Linked DNA regions of Mus musculus: region 2 is linked to region 1. The links are chromatin contacts, called in public Hi-C maps. All regions are on one chromosome and are shown on one strand. The core of a region is the stretch at or near the end of the contact, and the rest is flanking DNA. Distances in the headings are between cores, read along the strand shown. Region 1 has its middle 330 kb from the start of Cnksr2. Region 2 has its middle 330 kb from the start of Rps6ka3.

Region 1 (5,888 bases), core at 2,237-4,736:
CAAGGTTCATCATGAGCTTTGTAGTAAAGAGTCTTGAAGCCTTATTTAAGAGATTTCTGAATTGTTCATTGTTTGAAATTTGGTCACTCTTGAAAGAGAACCCCTAATGATTTGTTCATGAAAGCATGAGAGAAGGTTAAAGAGCATATCATTTAATTCTTAGAAAATTCCCAGTGTGGTTTGCCAGTGTGGTTAGCCCCCTTTTGTCTTATAGTCAGAAGATAAGCTGACTGAGCCCTTTCGGGTGTAAGTTAATGGTTTAGCAGTCCCCAGAATATGTAATTAATGAGTTTACCATAGTGACATTTTTAATGTTAACATTACCAACAGCAGATGGGAGATGCCTACATTGGATGTCTGTTCCCAATTAAGATCTTTAATTTATGATAAATGAATACATTTCAATCACGTCTGTCTTGCATTCAATGTCTGCTTGGTTGATCAACAGTAGGAGCTTCTGAGAATGTTTTGGTACATAATGAGAGACTGAGTCAGCCCACAGCAAGAAGGTTCATTGTTTTAATGGTTTCTTAAATAATAGCACTAAATAAAAAAATTGAACTTGATTAAAAAATAACAACTGCTTTTTATTCCATACATGTATGTGAAAATTTGGGAAACTAATGAGAAAAAGTATATGAAGATATTATCACAGTTACACAAACTTCATAAGCATTTAGATGTTTTCTTTTTTGTCTCTGAACTATTCACAGAATTATTTAGATAGACATTATTACATATTAATTCTTAACGTTTCACTTTTGATATCCTAAGCTCTATTTTCCTTTTTTTATATGGTCTCCTTCGGTTAATCTAATGGTTCATAACAAGTCACCCCAAAATGTAGCGACTTAAAGCAAGAAGATTAATTTTGTTTAACAATCTGCAGTTTTGGCAGCAATTGTCAGGGACAGCTGGACTCTGTTCCTCTCAGCACTAACTGGGGCACTTCAATGGCTGGAGGCTGGAATCATCTGATGGCTTGCTCACTCACACGGGTCCTGATCCATGCTGGGTTTTGGCTGAGATTTCAGTTTAGGCTGTTAGCAGAAACATCACTTGTGACTTTTTCTGGTGGCCTGGACTTCCCCAAAATGTGATAACTGAATTTCCAAGTATAGATGTCCCCTACAAGTGAGGTCTGTATAGCATGTTATGATCTATCTTCAGAAGTCACACAGCACAACTTCTCCCACTTTAAAAATGTTGCATAATAGTCTAACAAGTAAATATAATAAGTTTAACATTTAATCTATGGTTACATTTAGCTTGATTGTATTGTTAGACAGTGATCAATGGTTTTATTTTATAGAAATTACTATATATTGCACTCTATCAGCTTGTTTCCAAAAGACAATTTGTGTTAATGGTTGATACACATAGCATCTTGTAAAGGTGCTTTGATTTTTAAAGGTCAGATATAAATAGACCTTAGTAGGTTTTTAAAAAGCCTTTCGATAAATTGGGCTGCTTTAATAAGTCATATAGAAGCAGGTAGGTGAAGAAGATGTTCCTAGCCTACAATATGCAAGAGAACTGACTATATCCCAAACTGTACAATTTATGCTATGAGTCATAGCATTTTCCACTTTAAGACAGTCGAAGCCAGTGTTCTGAGCTTATTTGGCATTTGACAGATATAGGGACTGAAAAATCCAATATAGTCTCATGCAATGCAGTTGGAAGAACAAATGCCACATCACATACAGAGTTAGAGGCTCCTCACTAACATATATGCCAGCTCTGAGCAAATATTTTTTTCCAGGATTCTAGACAGATTTTTTTAAAAGTCTTTTTGCTGGTTTTTTCTGAATTTCACATCATGCACCCCAGTCCCACTCATCTCCTCCTCCCCTTGTACCTGCCCTCTACCTTTACAACATCCTCAAAACACAGGAAAAAAATCTCTTTGTGGAAGCTATAGTATGGCACAGTATGTCCCACACAATACCCTTTTGTCCACACTTCTTTGCTTGCAAATGTTCATTTGCTAATTGGTCTGGTATGAGAGGCCTCTGGCTTCTGCTACTCTATTGATATTGGATCCTCACTGGGACTCCTCTTGGATATCCTATTGTCATCCTGTGTCGTGGAGATTCTGTAGTTTTGGATCTGTAGGACTGACCCCAGCAGTTCATTGTTGGGATAGATGTTGGAACAGGCTAGTTCAAAACCCTGGATTTGGTCATGAGAAGTATCTGAACTAGTCAGCGCTCTGGTTCTCCAGCTTCCATGCCCTTGGGGCTGGCTCAGCAACAACCCCTGCTACCAGGGCCGGCTCTATCCTTCTGCCCAGGTGAGGTGCAGGGCCCGTTCTCCAAAGTGTTGCAGCCAGTAAGGGACATGACCAGATCTCCCACTCTCAAGACTTCAGGGCTCTTCTGCATGACATAAATGGCAAGGGATGAGAGAGGGGAGGAGGGTCATCTCTCTCTCTCTCTCTCTCTCTCTCTCTCTCTCTCTCTCTCTCTCTCTCTCTCTCTCTTCCATGTCACTACACAGAAGACAAGTGGCAAGGCAAACTCATCCACTCTCCTGCCCTTGGTGCCAACTTAGTCAAATTCTTTCACTCTTACGCCATTGGAGCCAGCTTGGTCAAGCCTCTGCCACCAGGTCAGCTCTACTGTGCTGCCCAGGGGTGGTGTGGGGTCAACATTCCTGAGTGCTACAGCTGGAAAGGAGCAGGGTCATCTCTCTTGCTCTCACAGCCCTGGAGCCAGGTCTCCCACCTGCCAGCGGTGAGAAGCAAGGGGTTGGGGTGGGATGGAAGGAATCACTCCCTTGTCCATGCCACCATATGAAAGATGAGTGGTAGGGCCAGTTCTCCCACACTAGTAGCCTCCATCTGATTCATCCAAAACTCCTGCAATACACAGGACAAGCTTTCCTAAGTACTGTAGTTGTCTATGGGAGGGGTCACCTCTCCTGTTCCCCTGCTCCCAGGCCAGGACTCCCATGATTCCCAAGTGAGGGTTGGGGCCAGTTCAGCAGAGCCCTCAGACATGAATATGTCCCCAGACAGCAGCCCAGACCAGGAAGTTTGCCTGGCCTTTGGTGGTAACAGTCCCCAGCTGCTGCAAGGCCAAGGACCCTATGAATGGCTCCAGGTGGCATCAAAGGCCAGGACTTCACCATGGTCCCAGGTGGCATCACCAGCTACTCACATCAGACTGTTCCTCACTACCTTTGAGTCTGCAGTTTTGCCTCTTCATTGAGTCCACATCCTTCTGTTTCTCTTTCTCTTCCATTTCTCCACCAATTACTTGCTCCTGTTAGTGGTGCCTTCAGTCTCTGAGTGTCTGGGGTCATCTCAGAAGTGGTCTCAGGAGTGCTAGTCCCTGCTCATGCATTATGGAATCAGGCAGGGGTCATTTCTGGCATGGTCTTCACACCCCCAGCCTGCATGGAATCTGACTAAACTCCCTGTCCACACCCCATGGTTCAGGTATAGTGGCCATCTGGTTTGCTCCTTGCCTGGCCTGCTGGCATGGCCCCATGTAAGCAAGGGTTGTCTATTTTGGGATTACTCCCACTTTGAGGGGGGTGCTGTCAGTCCCTAGAAGTGGTTCTTCTAGTCTCTTGCTTGCTCTTGGTCCTCGGAGTTGGCAGGGCCTGCTTGATGCCAAACTGATGGTCATCTCAAGCGAGCTCCTCATCTGAGGTCCCTGGCACAGGACTCATGATTGTATCAGGCATGCTTTTTTCAAGGAATGTTAGGCTAGTAATCATTCAAATGTTCATAGATCATTCAGCTGTTCAGAGTTCATAACACTAAGCATAGACATAGCCTTTCTCCTCTTTGTCACCTACTTATGTACATATGACATGGTAGCCATACCTGTAATGCCTCTAGGAGCAGGTCAGATTATTTATTTAATCTAAATATGTAAATAGTTTGTTTAGAAATGTTAGATAAGGGGCTGGAAAGATAGTTCAATTGATAAAGCACTACCAAAAGAAGCAGAAAGGATTTAGTTAAATCTGAAGAACACAGACACACACACAGACACACAGACACACACAGACACACACACACACACACACACACACACGCACACACACACACACACACATATGCCAGTTTCCTGTTGAAGTTGGAGACAGATGGATCCCTTAGCTTGCTGGCCACCCAGCCCAGCTTAACTAGCTCTGAGCCAGTGAGTCCTCATTTCAAAACCGAAGGGGGAGGCTCCTGAAGAACATCCCTAGAGATTGATGCCTAGAAATTATAATTTGTTGCATAAGCAAAACACCATAAGCTTTTTGTAATATCTTGGCACCATCTATTTCAAGGTAAGTATAAAGGCCTTTACATGTTCTTTAGTGTCAAATGTGCCATTCCTGGGTAATTTCATACCTTTGACTAAAAAAGTTTAATAAATATCATTGAATTATGCTCATAATTCAATGACTCTTCATCATTTGAATTAAAATAATACTGATCTTACTAACTGCAGATTCCCAAAGCCTTTTGTCTCATGGTGGTTATGACATGACTCATGATTCTACCCCTTTATTGTGCTGTCATTGAAAAATGGCTTCCAATGGCTCCCTTAAAGGTTGTCATCAAGCTTCACCAATGATGTGCCACATGCTAATGCTGCCAGAGAATATAGTTAAATATGAATAATAATTCATTTTTTGATATAACAAACTCCTATGTCAGAAATGTATAGGTATCGAGCAATTCATATTCCAAATGTGTCCTTTCTTGAATCCCTTATTCTGTAATTTTTACAAAGGGTACTCAAGCAGAATAAAAAGAGCAGAAAAAAATATCTGGTTATTGCCCCAGGATTGTCATCCTCAGAATACCTGTTACCAGGAAGTGTTTTAGAACATTTATAGGGTTGGGGATAAAATGGCTAAGTTACTAAAGTGCTTGCCATGCAAGCAGGAACACACACACACACACACACACACACACACACACACACAGAGAGAGAGAGAGAGAGAGAGAGAGAGAGAGAGAGAGAGAGAGAGAGAGACAGAGACAGAGAGAGAGAGAGAGAGAGAGAGAGAGAGAGAGAGAGAGGCAGAGAAGCACAGTTACTAGAGTTCTCTGGGCCTGGAAGCCTACAGCAAGAGCTCAAATATTCAGGCTTAATGACAGTATTGAACATAACCACAGATGAAAATTTTTTCAACAATTTCCACAAAAGTAGGAGCCACAAAGACATTTGTATTAGAAAAGAGTCATTAGCCTTCAGTACAGTATTTTAAAAATGGTTCCAACCTCTAATCTCTGTGGGTTTTCATGACAGATGATCTTCAATCATCTCTCTTGATATAGCAGTTGCATTTGAAACAATTTATCAATATTTCTACCTCAAACACTTCCTTTACTTTGATTGCAGATCACTAAACTCACCCAGTTTTCCCCTTCAGACCTGTCTGGTCTTTCTCTGACTCCCAAATTCGTTGCTTTTTTTCTAAATCTTCAAGTGCCCAGCACATGGGCTTCACTGTTTCCCCTCACTCCTCTCAAACTTGCCTCTAGTGTCACAGGTTTAAATATCACTTATAGGCTTTTGACTTTCCTATTCATATTTCTATTCAAGATGCCTTGTCTGAATGTTAAAAGCACATACCCTGCTGCCTATAAGGTATATCCAAATAGATGGCAACAAGTGTGTCTAAAATTGAGATTTTGGTATTAAATCTCATTTAACTTTCAACCTATTCACAGTATCCCCTAGTTTATGTGATGATCATCTCTCCAGGTACCAAGAGGGGACACCTTGACACCATACTTTACCTCTCTTTTCCTGGCATCCTGGAGCTGGCTCAAACTGAAACATAAAAGTTACTGGTGCACATCTTTCCCAACTGTGTGGTCAAGTGATGTTACAATGGTCAATTGGAGTTAGTTATGATAGGATTATGTA
Region 2 (5,888 bases), core at 2,381-4,880, 550 kb before region 1:
CTAAGATCAAAAATTTAGGTGACAGCAGATGCTGGTGAGAATGTGGAGAAAGAGGAACACTCCTCCATTGCTGGTGGGATTGCAAGCTTGTACAACCACTCTGGAAGTCAGTCTGGAGGTTCCTCAGAAAATTGGACATAATACTACCAGAAGATCCAGCAATACCTCTCCTGGGCATATACCCAGAAGAAGTTCTAACTGGTAATAAGAACACATGCTCCACTATGTTCATAGCAGCCTTATTTATAATAGCCAGAAGCTGGAAAGAACCCAGATGTCCTTCAACAGAAGAATGGATACAGAAAATGTGGTACATTTACACAATGGAGTACTACTCAGCTATTAAAAACAATGGATTTATGAAATTCTTGGACAAATGGATGTATCTGGAGGATATCATCCTTAGTGAGGTAACCCAATCACAAAAGAAGTCATTAGATATGCACTCACTGATAAGTGGATATTAGCCCAGAAACATAGAACACCCAAGATACAATTTGCAAAACACAAGAAAATCAAGAAGAGGGAAGACCAATGGGTGGATACTTCATTCCTCCTTAGAAAAGGGAACAAAACACCTATGAAAGGAGTTACAGAGACAAAGTTTGGAGCTAAGACGAAAGGGTGGACTATCCAGAGACTACCCCACCTGGGGATCCATCCCATAATCAGCTACCAAACCCAGACACTGTTGCATATGCCAGAAAGATTTTGCTGAAGGGACCCTGATATAACTGTCTCTTTTGAGGCTATGCTGGGGCCTGGCAAATACAGAATGCTCACAGTCATCTATAAGATGGAACACAGGGCCCCCAGTGAAGGAGCTAGAGAAAGTACCCAAGAGCTGATGGGGTCTGCAACCCTATAGACGGAACAACAATATGAACTAACCAGTACCCCCAGAGCTCGTGTCTCTAGTTGCATATGTAGTAGAAGATGGCCTAGTCGGCCATCATTGAGAAGAGAGGCCCCTTGGTGTTGCAAACTTTATATGCCCCAGTACAGGGGAATGCCAGGGCCAAGAAGTGGGAGAGCAGGGCTGGGGGGGTGGTGGTGGTGTATAGGGAACTTTTGGGATAGCATTTGAAATGTATATAAAGAAAATATCTAATAAAAAAGAAAACATCCAATAAAAATTAAAAAAAAAAGAGTTAATGTATTAAACATTAAAAGTGTACTCTAAAATGCAGAGGTCACAAGATGGGGTAGAACAAAGCATTGAAGAGGAAGATTTTTTTAAAAGACATGACTGAAACTCTTGTTGTTCACAGTTATGCAGGAGTGAGTTTAGTTCTTTTCCACAACAAATGGGGACAAATAGCTACACTTATGGCCAGGGGAAAACCAGATATAATTTCTTAAAGGCACAATCAGCAGACAGACACACCACATTTATTCGTGACTCCCCAGACAGTCACTCAATAGCATGTTATTCAATAGAAGTGATGCGTTTAATTTTCTTGGCCAACCCCTAACTAAATTACTGTCACTGTTTGCAGAAGAATTTACTCATATTGGCTAACCTGGGGTGGGGCCAGCTTCAAGCAAATCACTGAAGGTGATGGCACATGGTTCCTTCATGGACATTCAGATTTCAATGGCAAAAGAGAATGACTGGGTTTTGAGGAGAGAAGAAAAGAAATGACTTACTTCATATAATATACAGTTATCCCTCTTTTAAAATGAGGACTTGAAAAAAACCCAAAACAAAACAAAAAACAACCTTACAAGTGACCACCCTGGCTGCTTGTATAAAAAAAAATGTGTAGTGCTCAATAATGTTAAGCAGTTGAACTTGGACTAACTTCATGTGTTTGATAAATGACAATGTCAATCTTTGAACTGCAAGGTTCCTTTAGCTCTAACAAATTATGAAAATTCCCCTGAAACAAATATGGGGACCTACATTGAACACACTTGTATACTCTATATAGAAAATAGATGGACAGTTACTTGTGGGTATGGCTTGTGATAGGAGCTCCCAACTTCAGGGGCTTTCTCCATTGTATCAAGTCATGTCAGGCACAAGATAGGTTTATATAAATGGGGTAGGTATTACATAAACGTTGACTATAACTGTTTTTAATGGTTTGGTTTATAACACACTTTTATTTGATACATTTTGAGTAACTGAGTTGTATAATATATAGGAAACTTATTACAGTTTTGATTATATTCATATTACTGGAATGCTTAACATTGTAGTTTTAGTATTTTGGTTGCTAGCCCTCCCAACAGTTGCACTGGTATTTTAAAATGCATTGGAATGACTTCGGTCTAAATCAGGTAGTTCTTCAAATGCATCACTAGGTGGCAGCAAAGCTTTAATAAAATCAATTCTCAGCCCCTTGTGGAGCACACAGTATTTCCTTTTGTCTTCTTTATTACACAACCTCATTGCACCAACAAAATATTATTATCATTAACATTGATAGTGGCAGCTACAGCAAAGGCAACTGACCAAGATGTCCAAAACATGACACACTAAACACAATTCAGCATTAAGTGTTACAAAGTTGTTGCAAAAGACTTTCGAAATTATTAGTCAAATAGGCTGAAAGCATTGTCACTGAACTTAAAGCCAGCTGCCACCTTCCCACACTTATGTAAGAAATAGTTCCACAGGCTCCTTGAAGAAGATCTGTGGGGCCTTAGTTGTACAGTGTGTGACTGCCACAAAGGGAACCTCTGAATAATTCATGAAGAATTGTTATTTTCTTATATTGTTTGAGATGGAAGTCGGCTGCAGGTCTATAGACAATGACGCAATTACAGTGTTTAATGTCCCTTTGGGAGAGTTTCTATATTCCATCTTTGTATATACACTTGGCATCTTTCATTTAGAATGAATGGGTTCACTTCTTTCTTGTTTGAGAAAAATCCTCTTCCCCAGCAGAGTCCTAGGCTTTCTTTCTCTGGTGATTCTCACATCAGCTACACTTTCCATTACATTCCTGTCAGCAGATATTCCCAGCGGGGTAGGGGCTGCACATAGCTGGGATTTCCCTAATCGAGATGCCCTCCTGGCTCCTGAAATTGGTGGTTTTAACTAGCCCTTCTATTGTGAACAATGGATCCACACTCCCCTTTCTTTCTCTACTTTGCTTAAGCATTCCTGGATTCTTCCCCCTTACACTCCCCCTTCGTATCTACCTCCCACCCTTCTTTATCTCCTGCATTCTTTTTCCTCCCTCTCTCTCACTTAAAATTCTCCTAACGTCCTTTCTACCATGCAGTGCAATCTTAACCATCTAACAAAAGACCGTATAACGTAAATTCCATTTCAGAAATGGGAGGAGTTTTCTTGCATACTAAACAAGCATTTCCTATCTTGGTAGGAAAACAACAAAACATTTTCCCTTGGAAGCGCTGCTTAATCACGGCTATCAGCATCGCCTCAAGCTGAATGTGCATCCATCGAAGGCAAAACACAGCCCAGTGCAGAAGTGCAACAACCTACTTTAAGATCTGCACACATCACGTGCGATGAAAACGGATTTCGTTTCTAGGCTCTTCCCCCACCTTTAAAAAAAATTCTCCCTTATCACGATTCCTTTCTAGGTGGAGGAGGTTCCACCTGCCCACTCACTGCGTAAACCAAATCTGTGCCTGAAAATTAGACTCCTTCCAGTGTGGTCAGAATCAGGTAACAACAGCTGAATTCAGTTCACCCCATGCCTTCTTTGCTTTCCACTGAGCAGTGAAGTGTGAAGGCTTATCTAAGGAGCAGGAAGGGAGAATTTGGGTTACCCATTTGTGTGTGTGTGTGTGTGTGTGTGTGTGTGTGTGTGTGTGTGACAGGGTTGTCCTGCTTTGTGCCCATTAGTCATTAAACGCATACTGCCCAGGCAGTAAAACAAAAGCTATTCTCGGATAAGTACGAGGCTTAATAAAGAGTTGAAGGAATTTCAAAGAAGGAAAAATGTTTCTGTATTCCCTGGGGGCTACATGGTCTCTGCTGAGTATTTTGATTTGGGGGTACATGGACGTAAAACCTAGCAGATTGTATTCTATACCTGCGTGCTCGCTGGCAGGCACAAAATGTACGCTGTTAACTACAGACGTCTGGGTTTGCTTCTCCCGAGGGGCTGATGGAAGATTCACCAGCACGTGGGTGAAGCAGCAGCCTTGTGATCTGGCTTCCCAGCCTCCGAGCCGCCTTCCAGCTGCCTTATGTAATGTGATCTGTTTGCTGATGGGAGCCTGATTAGTTTCTGGGTGGGAACTGCAAAACCTGTGCACAGTCCCCGTGAGTGCTAGACTCCGCCAGCCTAGTTGAGTTTGTATTTGTCAGGCAAGCAAGGGGTTAAATGGAGCCACACTAAGGGTATGCACGTGGGTGCACAGGGAGGCCAGGAATGGTGTGGATGAGTGATAGAGGCAGTTGAAGTAGTCCGAATAAGAGCAGCATGTGGGTGGTGGAGAGGGAGAAAGAAAAGCCGGGGAAGGGCTTTAGGGAGGAAAAGCAGTCGCCACCAAGCAGCTAACCGTAGATCATTGGCATGCATTCCTTATCAAATGAGAGCAGGACACAGAGACTGAAATCAAGCTGAGCAGAATTTCTAATAGAACTGGCTGACCTTTCAAACGAAGTACTTAAGTAAAGATGGGCAGCACATGGCAGGACTTTTTACAAGGAGGCAAAAAGTGGGCAGCTCAGAGTTTCAGGTGTACTGTATTTAAACAACACATCTCATTGGTTTTGAGTCAAAATACTTTAAAAGTACCCCTCAAGCCACATTTAGTGCCTCAAGCCTGTAATCGTAGCACTCGAGAGGTCGAGGCAGGAGGACTGGTGGTAGTGTGCAGCCAGCTTGGGCTATATAGTGAATTTCAGGCCAACCTAAATTATACCAGGAGACCCTGTCCCTCCAGGTAACTTTATTTGCTCTGGAATTCTTTTTATCGTCCCAAGTTGAGGGGACTGCATGCTGTTTTGGTAGGAGTTTAATATAAATAGCCAAAGTTTTTTTTACACTGTTATCCTTTGAGAGTTGTTTTATTTTCACATTTCTATAAATATGTTCAGCAACAAGGTTTTTGGAGAGCTCCCCAAGAATTTCGCTTGTGAAAGTCTCCATGAGAATTAAAAACAAGTCCCTGTGGGTTCTCCATAACCGCTAACTTTAAGACTAAAAAGTTACATTAATGAGTTCTCTATAAATCTTCTCTCCGTCGATAAAAAATTCTTTTTGGTATGGTAATTTTGTTTACTTCTCTCAAGAGTCAGTCATAATCAAACTTGACCAGCAGGGGGCGAGCGTTCACAGAAAATGCAAGTAGTCCCTGCTCTGGCTGATTTGCCGGATGGAAGAAACAGGTTTTATTCTGAGGTATTTTCAGTTCAAATTCAAGTTCTAGAACTTTGATTTATTATTAGCTTCTCTTACTTGGGGAGAAGGGAGGAGAGAAAAACAGGTCTGTCTGCTACCCGTGTGTTCTACCCCCAACTTTAGGGAAGGGCTCAGAAACCGCAAGTTTTCAGTAGAGTCAAACAGGCTGGATCGTGCATGAATCTGAGAACACAGGCTCCAGTTTTCCTAAAATGACAAATCGCCTCCCGTTACTCAAGAAATCACAAAAGATTCACACCCACCCTTTCTTCCCCCGAGCTTTGTCCTTCTGCGAGTGATTTGCAGTCCCAGACAAGTATTATATAATGATGAGGCAGAGAAGCCTGAAGCTTAGTCTTACTGCTTCTTTCGCAGAAAAGACATTTAAAAAGAAAAAAAGAAAAACGATTATAACACCATCTTAAATGTTTCCGAGACAAACGTTTCTGCCAAGTGTTGGAAGAGTGGGGCATTAGTGTATTAGTTGTGTCCATTTGCCATGGTCCAAGGGAGCAGTTTGAAGGGAAAGATGGAAAGATACAACTTGCGGGTGAG

What was found. Hi-C and Micro-C count contacts between places; a contact is called where the count stands out from the background.
Region 2: a Hi-C map of cerebellar granule neurons shows a contact between it and region 1, with 6 times the contacts expected there. The contact joins two enhancer-like sites. A contact is called at or near these places in 2 of 39 promoter capture datasets (cranial neural crest and hippocampal neurons) and 8 of 484 Hi-C or Micro-C datasets (brain, cerebellar granule neurons, cerebellum and 2 more).

The regions. Positions count from the first base shown.
Region 1 is chrX:158,371,054-158,376,941 of GRCm38.p6, reverse strand. It overlaps the pseudogene Gm22522. Among named protein-coding and RNA genes, the nearest start is that of Cnksr2, 330 kb to the right of the region's middle. Within about 2 kb of position 3,486, at least 2 of the 459 cell types and tissues checked have an H3K27ac peak or open chromatin away from gene starts, as enhancers often do. A contact at or near this core is called in cerebellar granule neurons, where this site is marked.
Region 2 is chrX:158,921,678-158,927,565 of GRCm38.p6, reverse strand. No RefSeq gene overlaps it. Among named protein-coding and RNA genes, the nearest start is that of Rps6ka3, 330 kb to the left of the region's middle. Within about 2 kb of position 3,630, at least 45 of the 459 cell types and tissues checked have an H3K27ac peak or open chromatin away from gene starts, as enhancers often do. A contact at or near this core is called in cerebellar granule neurons, where this site is marked.